Linked DNA regions of Sus scrofa: regions 2 and 3 are each linked to region 1. A link is a contact called in public Hi-C and HiChIP or PLAC-seq data. All regions are on one chromosome and are shown on one strand. Each heading gives the region's core, a stretch centred on a gene start, on an enhancer-like site or on the middle of the called end of the contact. The rest is flanking DNA. Distances are from core to core; before and after follow the strand shown. Region 1 holds the start of KLF10 (Kruppel like factor 10). Region 2 has its middle 70 kb from the start of AZIN1. Region 3 has its middle 39 kb from the start of AZIN1.

Evidence for each region. A called contact is a pair of places that touch in the nucleus more often than the background predicts. HiChIP or PLAC-seq counts read pairs in DNA pulled down with a chosen protein or histone mark.
Region 2: an H3K27ac HiChIP or PLAC-seq map of skeletal muscle shows a contact between it and region 1. The contact joins the enhancer-like site here to the promoter of KLF10 in region 1. A contact is called at or near these places in 1 of 5 promoter capture datasets (liver), 7 of 47 Hi-C or Micro-C datasets (embryonic fibroblasts, liver and skeletal muscle) and 2 of 2 datasets of contacts at active chromatin or transcription factors (alveolar macrophages and skeletal muscle).
Region 3: a Hi-C map of alveolar macrophages shows a contact between it and region 1, with 7 times the contacts expected there. The contact joins the enhancer-like site here to the promoter of KLF10 in region 1. A contact is called at or near these places in 5 of 5 promoter capture datasets (fetal liver, fetal skeletal muscle, liver and 1 more), 39 of 47 Hi-C or Micro-C datasets (adipocytes, adipose tissue, alveolar macrophages and 19 more) and 2 of 2 datasets of contacts at active chromatin or transcription factors (alveolar macrophages and skeletal muscle).

Annotation. Positions count from the first base shown.
Region 1 is chr4:34,428,194-34,432,446 of Sscrofa11.1, reverse strand. It overlaps KLF10 (Kruppel like factor 10), which reads right to left and starts at 2,315. Exons shown (of 4, transcript NM_001134344.2): 1 at 2,156-2,315. The coding sequence starts at 2,191.
Region 2 is chr4:34,294,265-34,298,854 of Sscrofa11.1, reverse strand. No RefSeq gene overlaps it. Among named protein-coding and RNA genes, the nearest start is that of AZIN1, 70 kb to the right of the region's middle. Within about 2 kb of position 2,449, at least 11 of the 83 cell types and tissues checked have an H3K27ac peak or open chromatin away from gene starts, as enhancers often do. A contact at or near this core is called in alveolar macrophages, liver and skeletal muscle, where this site is marked.
Region 3 is chr4:34,263,106-34,267,755 of Sscrofa11.1, reverse strand. No RefSeq gene overlaps it. Among named protein-coding and RNA genes, the nearest start is that of AZIN1, 39 kb to the right of the region's middle. Within about 2 kb of position 2,480, at least 62 of the 83 cell types and tissues checked have an H3K27ac peak or open chromatin away from gene starts, as enhancers often do. A contact at or near this core is called in adipose tissue, alveolar macrophages, embryonic fibroblasts and 9 more, where this site is marked.

The sequences.
Region 1 (4,253 bases), core at 1,066-3,565:
AAACTGCACCAAAAAAAAAAGGTACTACCCTCCATCTTATTCTTTTTTTTTGTGGTCTCATTCTTTCGTCAAAGTAGAGGTTGTGTAAAAAAAAAAAAAAAAGAGCATTCTTTATGTTGCAAGGTATTATTCTTAACGCTTGTTTAAAAAAATGCATAAACCCTTCATGTTGAAACCCTAAGAAAACGACCATTTCTCTTGAAATATCGCTAACTATGCAATTGCATAATCCCGCGCCCTTTATGTAAGCTGCAGCGGACAGCGCATGTTTGTGTAAAAGCCTCAAGACGCCAAAGCAAAGCAAAAAAGAGAAAAGGCAGGCAGCCGGGAAGCAGAGTACGAGGTGGGAAGGGCCGGAAAAGAAGCCGGGAGGGGAGGAGGACTGGGAGTGGGGCGCTAGGCAGGAAAGGGAAGCGCGGGCGGAGGCGCGGGCGGGGGAGGCAGACGAGGGGCGGGGGCGGACGGCGGGGGAGATCCTCGCTGGCGGGGACAGACAGATGGGGCCGCCCTAACCTCAATGAGGCTCGCGGGTGAGTCACTGGGAACATTCCTCGCCGCTCGCACGTCCCCGCTTCCCTGCCTCCGCCATTGGCCAGCTGGCCGGGCGGCCCGGGCTGGGATTGGCTGGGCCTCGGAGGGCGGGGCGCGGAGGAGGAGGAGGAGGGGGCGAGGCATGTGAACAAAGCGTGATCAGCGGCTGCTCCGGGCGGCGCAGGAAACGTGAACTGGGAATTGCCGCGCCGTCACCTTTCACCTACTTCCTGAGCCCGCGGGCCCCCGCCCTCGCGCCGGGCCGGGGGAGGGGCCGCGGGCGCCGCCGCCAACCGCCCGGCAGTGCGCGCCCCAGCCCGCGGGGAGGGGCGGGGCCCTGGGCCGGGGAGCGCCCGCCCCTTCCAACTCCCAGCGAGCCGCCGTTCCCTTAGGAACCGACAGCGGGGCCGGGCTTTGCTCCCGCCCCTGGCGGAGGCCGGAGCTGGGTCACTCGGGGACGAGAAGCTCCCCGAGCGCACCCGCTCCCGGCCCACCCCCAGCCTCCGCCTCAGCTGCCGGGGGAGGAGCCGGGTCCCCGCGGAAACCCGGCCCCCGCCCTCCTCCGGCCGCAGCCCCCGGGGACCTAGCCGAGCCCTCTGCGCTTCCCGCCCACGCCGCCCGCGGGATTTCGGACCACCCTGACTCTCCCCGAAGATGCGGCGCCCCCTCCCCGAGGTTTCCTGCAGCTCCGGCCCCAGCCCGTTGCGCATCTCCACGAGTTCCCAGACGTGCAGCCCCAACAGGCCCCGGCTCCAGACGCGCGGCCCCACGGCCTGCGGCTCCCGCCTTAACACGCTGCCCCCGCGTCTCGCGGCCCGGCTCCCCCCGCCCACCTTCTCCGCCCTGCTGCTGGGTCCCGCTTCCCACCCTCACATCGCCGAGGCGGCTCTCTGCCCCCTCCGAGAGGTGCTCAGAGTGTGGCCACCTGCCTGCCCCGGGAATGGGAAGTCCCTCCAGACGTCGGGGGGGGGGCAACTCCGCGGCCCCCCTCAGGGGTCCCGGGGCCGCGTGCCATCCCCCACGCTCCTGCCAGTCGCCCCTCCCCCAGTGGTCGGCTATCTGCTGAGCAGCCCCCGTCCCGCAAGCCTCCGTTCAGACCGCCTAAATGGGGAGCCCCCTTTCCTCTCCTGCGGACACCTTGCCCCGCAAATCCTCGCAAGCACTACTCTCCCACCCTGGGTTGCATTCCTGATCTAGACAGAGGCAGCTCTCTACAGCACCAGGTGCAGGGTGGCCCCCTCACCCCCCTCCTCCTTCCACACCTCCTATCCTCGCTGAAAGGGTAGCAGCCCCCACCCCACTCTTGCCACCCCTCCAGTCATCCTCCCCCTCACCTGCTTCAGGTCTCCCGGCAGAGCTGACCCTTTCCCTCATTACACCTAGAGCAAGAACCCCCTCTCCCTTCGTCTCTAGACCCCAGCCTGCTTCTCCTGACCCTCTTCACTACGCACGCCGTCACTAAAGACCGGTCTGCACACAGAAAGCCCCTTCCTCTCCTACGACTCCACTGCAGCCCCCGTCCTCCGGCGTGGCTGATGTCACGGGGCTCAGGCTTCGCGCCCCCCGGGGGCCCCTCAGACGCAGCATAGGCCAGGAAGGACAGGGGCATCCCCAGGTGACTTACCGCAGCTTGCTGGAGAGAAGCGCCGAAGTTGAGCATGGTTGGCTGCCTGGCCGCCCGCGGCGAGCTGACTGGCTGCTAGGCTGGTTGGCTGCCTGGCCACAGACGGGCGCCCAGAGACACTCGACGCCACTCCCGCCGCCGCCGCGCTCCGCGCCGTCTGCCCCCTCCCCATTCAGGTAGCTGCTCCGCCTGCCCCGCGCCGCGGGAGGGGGTGGGGGCGGAGCCTGCTATCGGCCAATCAGCGACAAAGGTGTGTGAGGCGCCGGCCAATGGGCTAGCGGAGCCACGCGTGATCAGCGGCTGCCCGGCAGCGTGAAGCTTGTGTCAGTGGAGCGTGTACACAATCCCCGGCAGCGTGTTCCCTCGGCCCAGCCCGAGGGAACTCCCGCCGCCACCTGACTCAGTGACACCGCCCCCACCCCTCATCCACGCCCCCGCCTGTAGTTCCCCCTCCCTGGCCTGGGTGGGGGGCGGCGCTGAGAACGGGGGCCTAGCCCGGAGGCGCGGCAGCGGCGGCGCGCCCAGGGACTGCGGAGGGCCGGCCCCACGTGGGAGGTGGGGAAGGATGCCCGCTCCGCCCTGTCCCCGCCGCACGAGGCCCCATCTCGGCTCTCCGCGGGGTAGGCGGGACGCCGGGTAGCCAGGCGGGGGAGGCAGTGGCTGCAAGCCAAGGGTCCCGAGCCAAGAGATTTGCATTTGGAAGCGCCGTCCCCTTGCGCGTCTGGCGAGAAAACAGAGCCCGGTGACCGACTGAGCTGCATTTTTGGAGCATTTGCAGGGTTCTGACTCGCAGAGCCCTGGATAGCACCAAGGGAGGGTAGGAGAGGGAAGGGAATCCTGTCACTATGCGGACACCTGCTCCTGCGCCCCCCGCCCACGCCAGGGCCGGCGGCGCGGGCTCGCCCTCTCCATCTGCGCTGCCTGCGGCATTGCCCGCCCCCGTCCGCCCCGCCCATCCTTCCTCCTGGGCGGTGGAGAGAATGCTGTGGGGACGGCAGGAAGCCCCGAGAACTAGACCAAGGGGGTGATGGGGAGCCATAGACTAGAGTTCTTATCTTTCTCTGGCGCCGGCGCTCGTTTGCAGAATCGAGTTTTGAGCTCGCTCTAAAGTTTAAATTGCAGTCTACCAGCTGTTTCAAAGGTAGACCCTACCCCCACACACACCCCAGGCCAAGGCCTCCGGAAACGCTCTGCCAGGAAACTGCTGCTGGGGATGGGGTGGGGATGCGGTGGGGCGGGGTCTTCTAGGGTCGCCTGGCGCCAGGCAGGGCACGCCTGCGGGTGGGTTGCAGTGGAAATGCCCATCAAATCAAAGACACAATCCCCACCCCCACCCCACCCCAACCCCACCCCCGTCCCCGGCCGGCGAAAGCACCGGCCCCACCCCCCCCAACCCCCCCGCCCTGACCCACTGGCTGATCTGAGGCGGTCTGGGGTTTCCAGAATGCGAGACTACGGTTCTGCTTTGGCTATTTGCCCCCTTTTGGCCTTTTGGTGTCTGTTCATGGCAGCTGTTGTTGGAGAGGGCAATGATAACTCGGCTTAAAGCAAAGGAGATTTTCTCTTTCCGAGGTCTGAACACAGGTCACAAATCACTGCGCCTTCCTCCAGGTGTCTCGCCTCTGTGTGTAACTGAACGGCTAGTTTAAGTGTCCTCTTTCCCAATAATCACAAAATGAGTATAGAAAAGGGAATGAATTATTTTAAAAACAGCCACATCTATGAACATCTTTTAATGGTTCCTTCTGGAATATCTCTTCTTGTATATCTAAGGCCCAGGCTAGCCAACAACAGTAGTAGCAATCAACCAAGGCCAGAGCCGCCCACTGCGAGAGGGGAAGAGGACTGAATGGCCTCCTGTCACAGCCTCGCCTGAATCTGCTGGACGAGCGCCAGCTCAGCAGCCCAGGCAGCTCTTCCTGTCTCCCCTCTATCCCATGCCCCAGCTTCTGTCTGCAGGGGTGTTCCTCCCTGCTGGCTTCCTTCCGCCTGGGCTGTCCCATCCTGTTGATCTGAACCTAAGGGTACTGGAGCAGCTGGCCCTGGGCACCTGCTGCAGCAGAGGAAGCTCCTGCCTGTGCCCAGCCGGCAGCCCAGC
Region 2 (4,590 bases), core at 1,200-3,699, 130 kb after region 1:
CACTGAGCAAGGCCAGGGATCAAACCCATATCTTCACAGATGCAACATCGGGTCCTTAAGCCATTAAGCCACAACAGGTTCGGTGTCTGGCTGTCTAACCTTGTTTCACTGCCTGATATAACCTAGAGGTTCAAGGATGCATCCTAGGAGGTCCCTTCATGGCTCAGAGATTAACGAACCCGACTAGGATCCATGAAGATGTGCGTTTGATCCCTGGCCTCGATCAATGTGTTAAGGATCCAGCGTTGTCGTGAGCTGTGGTGAAGGTCACACACGGCTCGGATCTGGTGTTGTTGTGGCTGTGGGTAAGCCAGTGGCTACCCCAAGCCTGGGGGCAGCTTTAAAAAGCAAAAAAAGGATGGGTTCTGGACCTGCATCCCTGAGTTCAAATCCACCCTCCTTAGACTAATATACCTGGTGTGTGAGCTGGGGCAGTTTAACGCCTTGACATGACCGGTCCCTCATCCATTAAAAAGGTCATACTTTCCATGTGGCTGTTGGAAGGGGAATCGCACAGGACCAGCCTGAGGCTTACACGATAGGAACCAAATAAAGCACCCAGCACATTCAGCCTGTAAGATTCAGGTTCCCTCTCTGTCAAATAGTGGTATTATTCCCCTGGCCAAATGGTTTGGGTATCAAATCTCCCAGAGCTGTAAAGATTAAGTGAGCTAATCCAAGTAAAGCACTTAGTACTGAGCCCAGCCTGCGGTAAGAGCTGCGTAAATCAGCTCTCATTCTTTGTGTGTGTGTGTGTTTGCCATTTCTTAGGCCGCTCCCGCGGCATATGGATGTTCCCAGGCTAGGGGTCCAGTCGGAGCTGTAGCCCCCGCCTATGCCAGAGTCACAGCCACTTGGGATCTGAGCCGTGTCTGTGACCTATACCACAGCTCACAGCAATGCCGGATCCTTTACCTACTGAGCAAGGCCAGGGATTGAACCCGCAACCTCATAGTTCCTAGTCGGATTCGTTAACCACTGAGCCACTATGGGCACTCCAGTTAGCTCTCATTCTTATCACCTGTAATCTTGACTAAGTGTGGCATTCTTTTTCAGGTATTAAGACTATTATACAGCTTTACGGCAGTTACATTTTATGTTTATTATGGTTCTTAACTACTAAAAATAGTTGCTGAGAGTAAGCTAGGCAGAAGAAGTTGCTTAAATAGACCCTTCAGGGATAGAAATATACATAGAAACATAGCTTATTAATTTGTTGCCTATTACTTGCCGTTGGGGAAAGCAACCAAAGGTCCTTCTTTGACTACAACTTGTAAATGAGTTTTGGGGGTTGGGGATTGTGAGTGGAATGGGTCCCTTTGATGATCATCCCCATAAAGATGAACCCCAGGTTTATCTGTTCCTCCGTGTCGCTCTCTTTGCCAAAAAATACATCTGCTCCTTCCATATACCTCACCACGAGCGAGCTGACTGGGGACACAGATGCAGAAGGAACACTCTGTAGTTCTTGAACCTGTTAATATTGAATTCGATTTTTTTTTTTTTTTTTGTCTCTTTAGGGCCGCATATGTGGCATATGGAGGTTCCCAGGCTAGGGGTCAAATAGGAGCTATAGCCACTGGCCTATGCCACAGCCACAGCCATGTGGGATCTGAGCCACGTCTGTGACCTACACCACAGCTCATGGCAACGCCGGATCCTTAACCCACTGAGCGAGGCCAGGGATTGAAACTGCGCCCTTGTGGATACTAGTCAGATTCATTTCCGCTGAGCCACGATGGAAACACCAGATTAGAATACTATTCCCACAGAGCATCCCAAATCACCAGGTAAACCCTGAGAACTATCATGGTGGTTTCCAAATAAACAATTTACAGAAGCCAGCTGGTTCACAGCTGTTGAAGAGGAACCTGTTGATTTACAAAACATTCTTGCCAGAGAACTGCTAGGTTGTTTTTTTTTTTAATATAATAGTTGATTTACAATGTTCTGCCAATTTCTGCTGTAAAGCAAAGTGACCCAGTCTTATATATATATATATACTTTTTCTATTATTCTCCATCATGTGCTATCACAAATGACTGGATATAGTTCCCTGTGCTATACGACAGGTCCTCATTGCCCATCCATTCTAAATGCAATAGTCTGCATTTACTAACCCCAAACTCCCCGTCCATCCCACTCTCTCCTCCTCCCCCTTGGCAACTACCCATCTGCTCTCCATGTCTATGAGTCTAACTACTCGTTTTAACTGCAGTTGTGACAATTAAGCAAGAGACCAACAAACATATTGCTTAATACCCATCTGTCCATAGGCCTGCAACTGGCCTCTTCCTAGAACTTGACATCTTTATTTGGGCCGCCTCCCCAAAGGTTTCCCATCCAGAGAAAGTTCACCAGGAAGCCACAGCCACCAGGGCTTGCAGCAGCACTGCCCACTAGGGTAAAAGCCACGGGCACGGGTGTCTGACCACATGGGGCTGTGGAGCCAGAGCCAGGCTGGGGAGGGGGTGTGCTCTCCCTGCAGGGCCTTCTCTGCCCCTCCCTGTTCCTGGCACCTGTAAGTATGTGCTGTGCCCGGCTGTTTTCCCTGGGAAACTGGGACAGGGCCATGGGCGTTCCAAGGCCGGCACCAACAGGGAACATGATCCTGCCCGGCCAGGCCTCCTCCGCGTGGAACGCTCCTTTCCTCACAACACCCATCTGGTGGTTCTCAAACGCCAGGGGCATCCAACTGCCTGGGGGAGGAGGGGGATAGAGAGAAGGCTTGATTCCCAAGTCTGCCCCCAGAGACGCCGCCCCTGAGAGGGAGGCTCTGCCTCATGAGAAACGCCCCCAGACAATGGTTTAAAAATGTCCGTGCCATCATGTAAAAATGGGAAGATTTCACATAAAAATCTTATTTCGATCCAGAGTGTGGCCAGGCCCAGGTCGAGTTACCACTTGGCAGTAAGAAAGCCGTGCTAAGCAGCGTCTGCCCTTGGAGGGAGAGCTAATGCCCCACTGTTCATCAGGTGCCCACGCCCCAATACACACACATATGCATGAGCACTCACCCCTCTGGCTCTCTCCTCTGGCATTGGGTGCCCGTAAGCCTTTGAGTTTGCCACCTATGCTCCACCCACCAGGGCGAGGAAAGATAGATGAGGCCCAAAGAGCATGCTTCTCTGCTTTCCCGGCTGCAGCCAAGTAGTATTAATGTCCTTGCTAATTAAGGCAATTAAGGCTCCTAACTCCTTTCTCCTGTGTCATCCACCACTAAGTCAAAAATACCTATTGAGGTGTTCCCATCGTGGTTCAGTGGTAACGAAACCGACCAGTTAGTATCCATGAGCCCGAGGGTTCAATCCCTGGCATCTTTCAGTGGGTTAAGGATCTGGTGTTGCCACGAGCTGTCGCAGACAAGGTTCGGATCTGGCGTTGCTGTGGCTGTGGTGTAGGTCGGCAGCTACAGCTCCGATTCGACCCCTAGCCTGGGAACCTCCATATGCCACAGGTGTGGCCCAAAAAAGAAAGAAAAAAAAAGTATTGAGCAAATCAAAAACACCATGAGATACCATTTCACACCCACTAAGATGGCTATAATCCAAAAAGCACAGAATAACAAGTGTTGGCGAGGATGTGGAGAAATCGGAAACAGGAGTTCCTTCGTGGCTCAGCGGTTAATGAACTCAACTAGGATCCAAGAGGATTCGGGTTCAATCCCTGGCCTCACTCAGTGGGTTGGAGATCCAGTGTTGCCGTTAGCTGTGGTGTAGGTCACAGACAGGACTTGGATCCCCTGTTGCTGTGGCTCTAATGTAGGCTGGAAGCTGCAGCTCCGATTCTATCCCTAGTCTGGGAACTTCCATATGCCGCAGGTGCAGCCTTAAAAAAAAAAAAAAAAAAAAAAAATCAAAGAAATCAGAACCCTCCTACATTGGTGGTGAGAATGTAAAATGCAGCAGCCACTGTAGAAAACGGCCTAGCAGACCCTCAAAAGGAGAGTAAGAGAGTTACCATATGATCCAGCAATTCCACTCCCAGATATATAGCCAAGAGAATTGAATACAGGTGTTCAAACACTGGTACACAAATGTTCATCATAGCATTATAGCCAAAAGGTGGAAACAAACAGGAGTTCCTGTCGTGGCTCAGCGGAAACGAACCTGACTGGTATCCATGAGGACGCAGGTTCAATCCCTGGCCTTGCTCAGTGGGTTAAGGATCTGGCATTGCCATGAACTGTGGTGTAGATCACAGATGCAGCTCAGATCCTGCATTGCAGTGGCTCTGGTGTAGGCCAGCAGCTACAGCTCCAATTTGACCCCTAACCTGGGAACCTCCATATGCCGCAGGTGCAGTCTTAAAAAGACAAGACAAAAAAAAAAAAAAAAAAAAAAAACCAAGGTGGAAACAAATGTGGATCAACTGATGAATGGATAAACAGAATGTGATCTATCCATACAGTAGAGAATCATTCAGTCATAACAAGGGGGAACTACTGCCACGTGCTATGACGTGGAGGAATATTATAAGCGAAAAGCCAGACACGAAAGGCAATCCATTTTATGATTTCAATTATATAGAATATCCAGAATAGGCAAATCCACTGAGACAGGAAATAAATCAGTGGTTGCCAAGGGCTGG
Region 3 (4,650 bases), core at 1,231-3,730, 160 kb after region 1:
GGACCTGGAGCCACAGGGTTCTGCCCTCTGCTCCTAGGCACCAAGTCATGCCAGTTCCCTGATGGATAGATAGATTCTTTCCAAGAATTCCACAGTCCTGCCCAGCCAGGGCTGTGGGCGTCTTCCTGCCCTGGGTGGCTTCTATTCGTTGCTATCTAAATCTTTTGCTCAGATTTTAAATACTTGGCTATTCTGTCCTTTGACTGTCTGTTGGTATTGATCTCCCTTCGTGTTTCTCATCCCCGGCGACAGCACATGGGAATTAGCCGGGGATGCTTCAGAAAACCTAAGTGTTGGAGCATGGGCCCCCTCCCAGAAATGGGATTTCATTGGTCTGCGGTGGAGCCCAGGCATCGGCCTTCTTTCCAAGGGCAGCCAGGGATGAGAACCACTCACGCAGATGGTCACCAGCAAGCGTGTCCAGAGATGAGGCCCACATGGGAGCGGGGCCTCCTGGCCTTCAGACTTCCCAACTCCCACAATCCCTGAGAGCGGCCTTGGCAGAGCTCCAGGAGCAGTTGGACTCTCTGAGGCTGGAGCTGAAATGTGTTTCCCAGGCATCCACTCTACGCCTGAGGCCAAAGTTTCCAACAGGAAGGGAGGGGGAGGCTTCTGTGTGTTTCCCAAGAGCCACTTGGCCTTTCAAGCCAGGGATAACCACCAGGAAACTCACTGGCAAGAGAACCTGGTGTCAGTAGCAGTTGCGGCCATTTCCCAACACACACATGGAAGAGGCCAAGGTGGAGGTAGCACCTTCTCCTGAGACACTCACGAGTCCTCTGGGGTGGAGGAGGGCCCAGCTAAGGACAGACTGGGGACCTGGGCAGCAGATCCTCTGCTTCCTTACAGGCAAAAAGGCAGTGATGATTCCTGCCCGGGTTCTTGTGAGGGCCTTGAGATAAATCCCCCCAGCACAGGGGTAGTTTTCCATAGCATTTTCTTCTTCCTGATTTGCTAGTAATTCCTTTCACAAATTTAGGGGAAATCTCCAGGTCTGGACCTCAGTTCTCTCAGCATTTGTCCTCCCCCATTTCCCTGGGGAGGACCCTGATACCATATCTGAGGCCAGGGGTGAGGAAAGGCAGGCTGAGGAGCTTGGCAGTTGCCTCTCTGCTTGGAAGATGACATCAATGAACAAGGGGCTGACCAGTGGTTCTCTCCCGGGACTGAGCCGCAGAAATACAGCCTGAAGCCTGGGGAGGATCTAGAGCTATAAGGAGAATTTCCTGACAAATGACAACACAATGCTGCCTCACTGACTCATGAGGGTCTGCGAAAGTCGGAGATTCGCCCTGGGTACCTGACCCTATCACCACAAAGCAGTGCTGTGTTCCCATTTGACTGCTAAGAAAACTGAGGCTGAGCGATATTCAATACTTGGTAAAGTAGCCACAGTAGCAAGTAGCAGAGAAGGGCTTGGAATCTGCATCTTAAATGTAGTAGGATGACCCCTCCCCACCTTTTGACTCTAAAGGACCAGGGTATTTCATCTTAAGCTTTGTTTACAATCAGAGCTCCAGAAAAGCCACACTTAATCCTAGGGTTGGGGCATTTAACCCAAAGAGTAAGACGGCCCCTGAAATGCTTGTGCACTCTCCTCCCTTTTAATCCCCATTACAGAAGAGGAAACTCTATGAAGGGTAATCAGTGTTTGGTGGTCTTTCCTGGCCAAAGTGAGGGCAAGAGATTGTTAAACAGCTTAGGAAATGCAGTAGAGATACCAAGATGGCCCTTTTTTTGGATTTGGGAATGGGATAATTCTGCTCTCCTTTGGAATTCTCCCCGGCACATCTCCTTGGAGCATCACAAGCTTCCTGGTGTGAAAACCTACGGGCCTACTGGGAGGTAGGTATTCTCTTTCCCATTTTACAGATTAGAAAACTGAGCTTGGACAGAGGCCAGGACTCAATTGCGGCTGCATCTTACTGCATAAATTTCTCCGTCCCGGGAGGCCTGAGCACCTTCAGCGGACAGGAATGGTAACGTGGCCACCCTTCTAAACCAGACTCTGCCCGGGCGCGGCGGGGCAGAGGAGCGGAGGAAGGAGAGCCGGCGCGCGCACACACGAGGCCCAGGGCTGGGGCCCCGTGGCGGGGAGGAGCCCACTTCCCTTCCCCTCCCCTGGGAACTCAGCGCGGGGGGAGGGGGCGGCGGCTGCCCTCCCCATCCGCCCGGCCGCCAGGTGCCCAGAAACTCGGCCTCCCCCTCCCGCCCCCGCGCCTGTTCCCGGCGCAGCCCGTGTCTCGGCGGTCACGTCTCCCCATCCGGCTCCAAAGTACGAGTCAGCCGCTGCCCGGCCGACCCTGCGGCAGGGCGGGGGCAGAGGGAGGGCGGCGCCGGGGGCGGGCGGGGGCAGAGGGAGGGCGGCGCCGGGGGCGGGCGGGGGGCAGGCGGCCCGGGCGGGCGAGGCCGGGCGCCGGGCTCCCTCCTCCCTCCTGCACCACGCGGGTAGGTCTGCGAGGAGCCAGGGCTCCGCCCTTCGGGCCCGAGTCGGCCCGGGCCCAAGGGGCGAGGCGCGGGCGAGGTCGCGGCACGGCGGCCACCGCCCCTGCTGGGCGGGAGGCGGGCGGAAGGCGGGGCGAGGGGGAGGCCCGGCAGGGGAAACCGGGAGGCCGCGCCTCCGGAGCCGCGCGCCGGCCGGTGTTGCTGGGGAGAAAAGCGCAGCGGCGGCTCCGCCCTGAGCCCCGCGACCGCAGCGCCCTCTGCTGGTGGGGTTTCGGAACTGCACAGAGACTCCATCCGCACCTGCCAGGAGGAGAGCTGGTAGAAATTACTGTTCAGTTAACGATGCCATTCTTAGAAAAAAAAAGAAACAAATTCAAAAATAAGTCCTGAGCATTGCAGGAAAATTTGGAAATGCAGAGAGAAAAAAGAAAAAAATTACTCTTAATGCCTGTATCTAGAAATAAACACTTCTGGAATTTTAGTGACTGCCCTTCCAGGGCTTCATATCTTTAAATTTGTGTGTGTGTGCACGCGCGCATCCTTTACAGCATATTTATTTATTTAATTTGCTTTTTAGGGCCCAACCTGCAGCATATGGAGGTTCCCAGGCTAGGGGTCCAATCGGAGCTACAGCTGCTGGCCTACACCACAGCCACAGCAACGCCAAGATCCAAGCCACATCTGTGAGCTACACCACAGCTCACAGAAACGGCAGATCCTTAATCCACTGAGTGAGGCCAGGGATCAAACCTGCATCCTCATGGATACTATTCAGATTGTTTCCACTACCACAGGGGAACTCCTGGAATTTTTAAAATGTAGCATTGTCAGCTCTGAGAACTCACAGGCCTTGTTTTGTTCACTGCTCCACCCTCAGTGTCTAGAACACGGTTTAGCAGTGTTCTGGGTGCTCAAAAATCAAACGTTGGCTCTACCAACATGGGATCATGCTTTTCACACTTTCATGATCATCATTTTTAGCATGCTTAAATTCTTTTGTATGTTCCCCTGAGTAGTAAAAGACTGATACTAGAATGGTCCACTAACCACCTTCTAGAATCTGAAGGAATGTGTCTGGAATTCAGAATTATTCACAGTCTATGTATATGGTAACACCACCACCATCACTACCAGCTGCAGGCTCTGGAACAACAAACACTCTGTAATCAAACACACTACATTTCTCCAGCAAAATGTAGGACTATTCACATCAAGTAAGATAAACACTGTCAACAGCTTCACGTCCCTTCAGTCAGGTTTTGAGGTTAAATGAGTGAGTTTTCCCCAAACTAAACCAAAAAACTTTTGAGTTCCCAGACCATTCTGAATTTTGAGTTTGAAGAGATGTACTGGGAGTTCTCAACGTGACTCTGCAGAAACAAATCTGACTAGTATTCATGAGGATGCCGATTTGATCCCTGGCCTTGCCCAGTGGGTTAAGGATCCGGCATTGCCATGAGCTATGGTGTAGGTTGCAGACACGGCTCGGATCCCGCATTACTGTGGCTGTGGTGTAGGCTGGCAGCTGCAGCTCCTATTTGACCCCTAGCCTTGGAACCTCCATATGCCATGGGTGTGGCCCTAAAAAGACCAAACCAAAAACAACAAAAAAAGAGAGAGATGCACTAACCTCTGGGCACATCAAGGGTCTGATGATGTCTCTGCTGTGAGCTCGTGTTTTCCCATTTACCTCTGTCTCTTACACACTCTGGGTGCTTGGTAGCCCCAGGTAATTGAGGTGCCAGTTGATGAGATGTGATTGAATGTGGGGTGTGGTGAGAAAGGGAAGGATATGATTGGGTTAGATTTTTGGATGTGGCCACACCTTCCCTACACCAAGCCACCACCTTCAAACCAATGGACTTCAGCACTTGTGCGGTTGCCTTTGTTTCTTCCAAGGCTATGCTTGTTCTAGTGGACCCCACTGAGAGCAGCCAAATTCCCCCCAAACAAACACCGCCATCCACGGGCCTATGCGGCCAAAAAGATGCTACGGTATCTTGTCCAGAAGGGCCTGGGAATCAAGACATTCAACTTAAGAGTCGTTGGTTGAGCCGTGATCACATGTTCTGCAGCCTCTGAGCTGGGCCTCTCTCTGAGCTCCAGACTGGATATCCAGCCTCCTGCTGACATCTCCACTCAATCCCCAAATTTACTTCAAATGCCATGTGTCCAAGACCCTACCCATGACCCACTCAAAGCCTG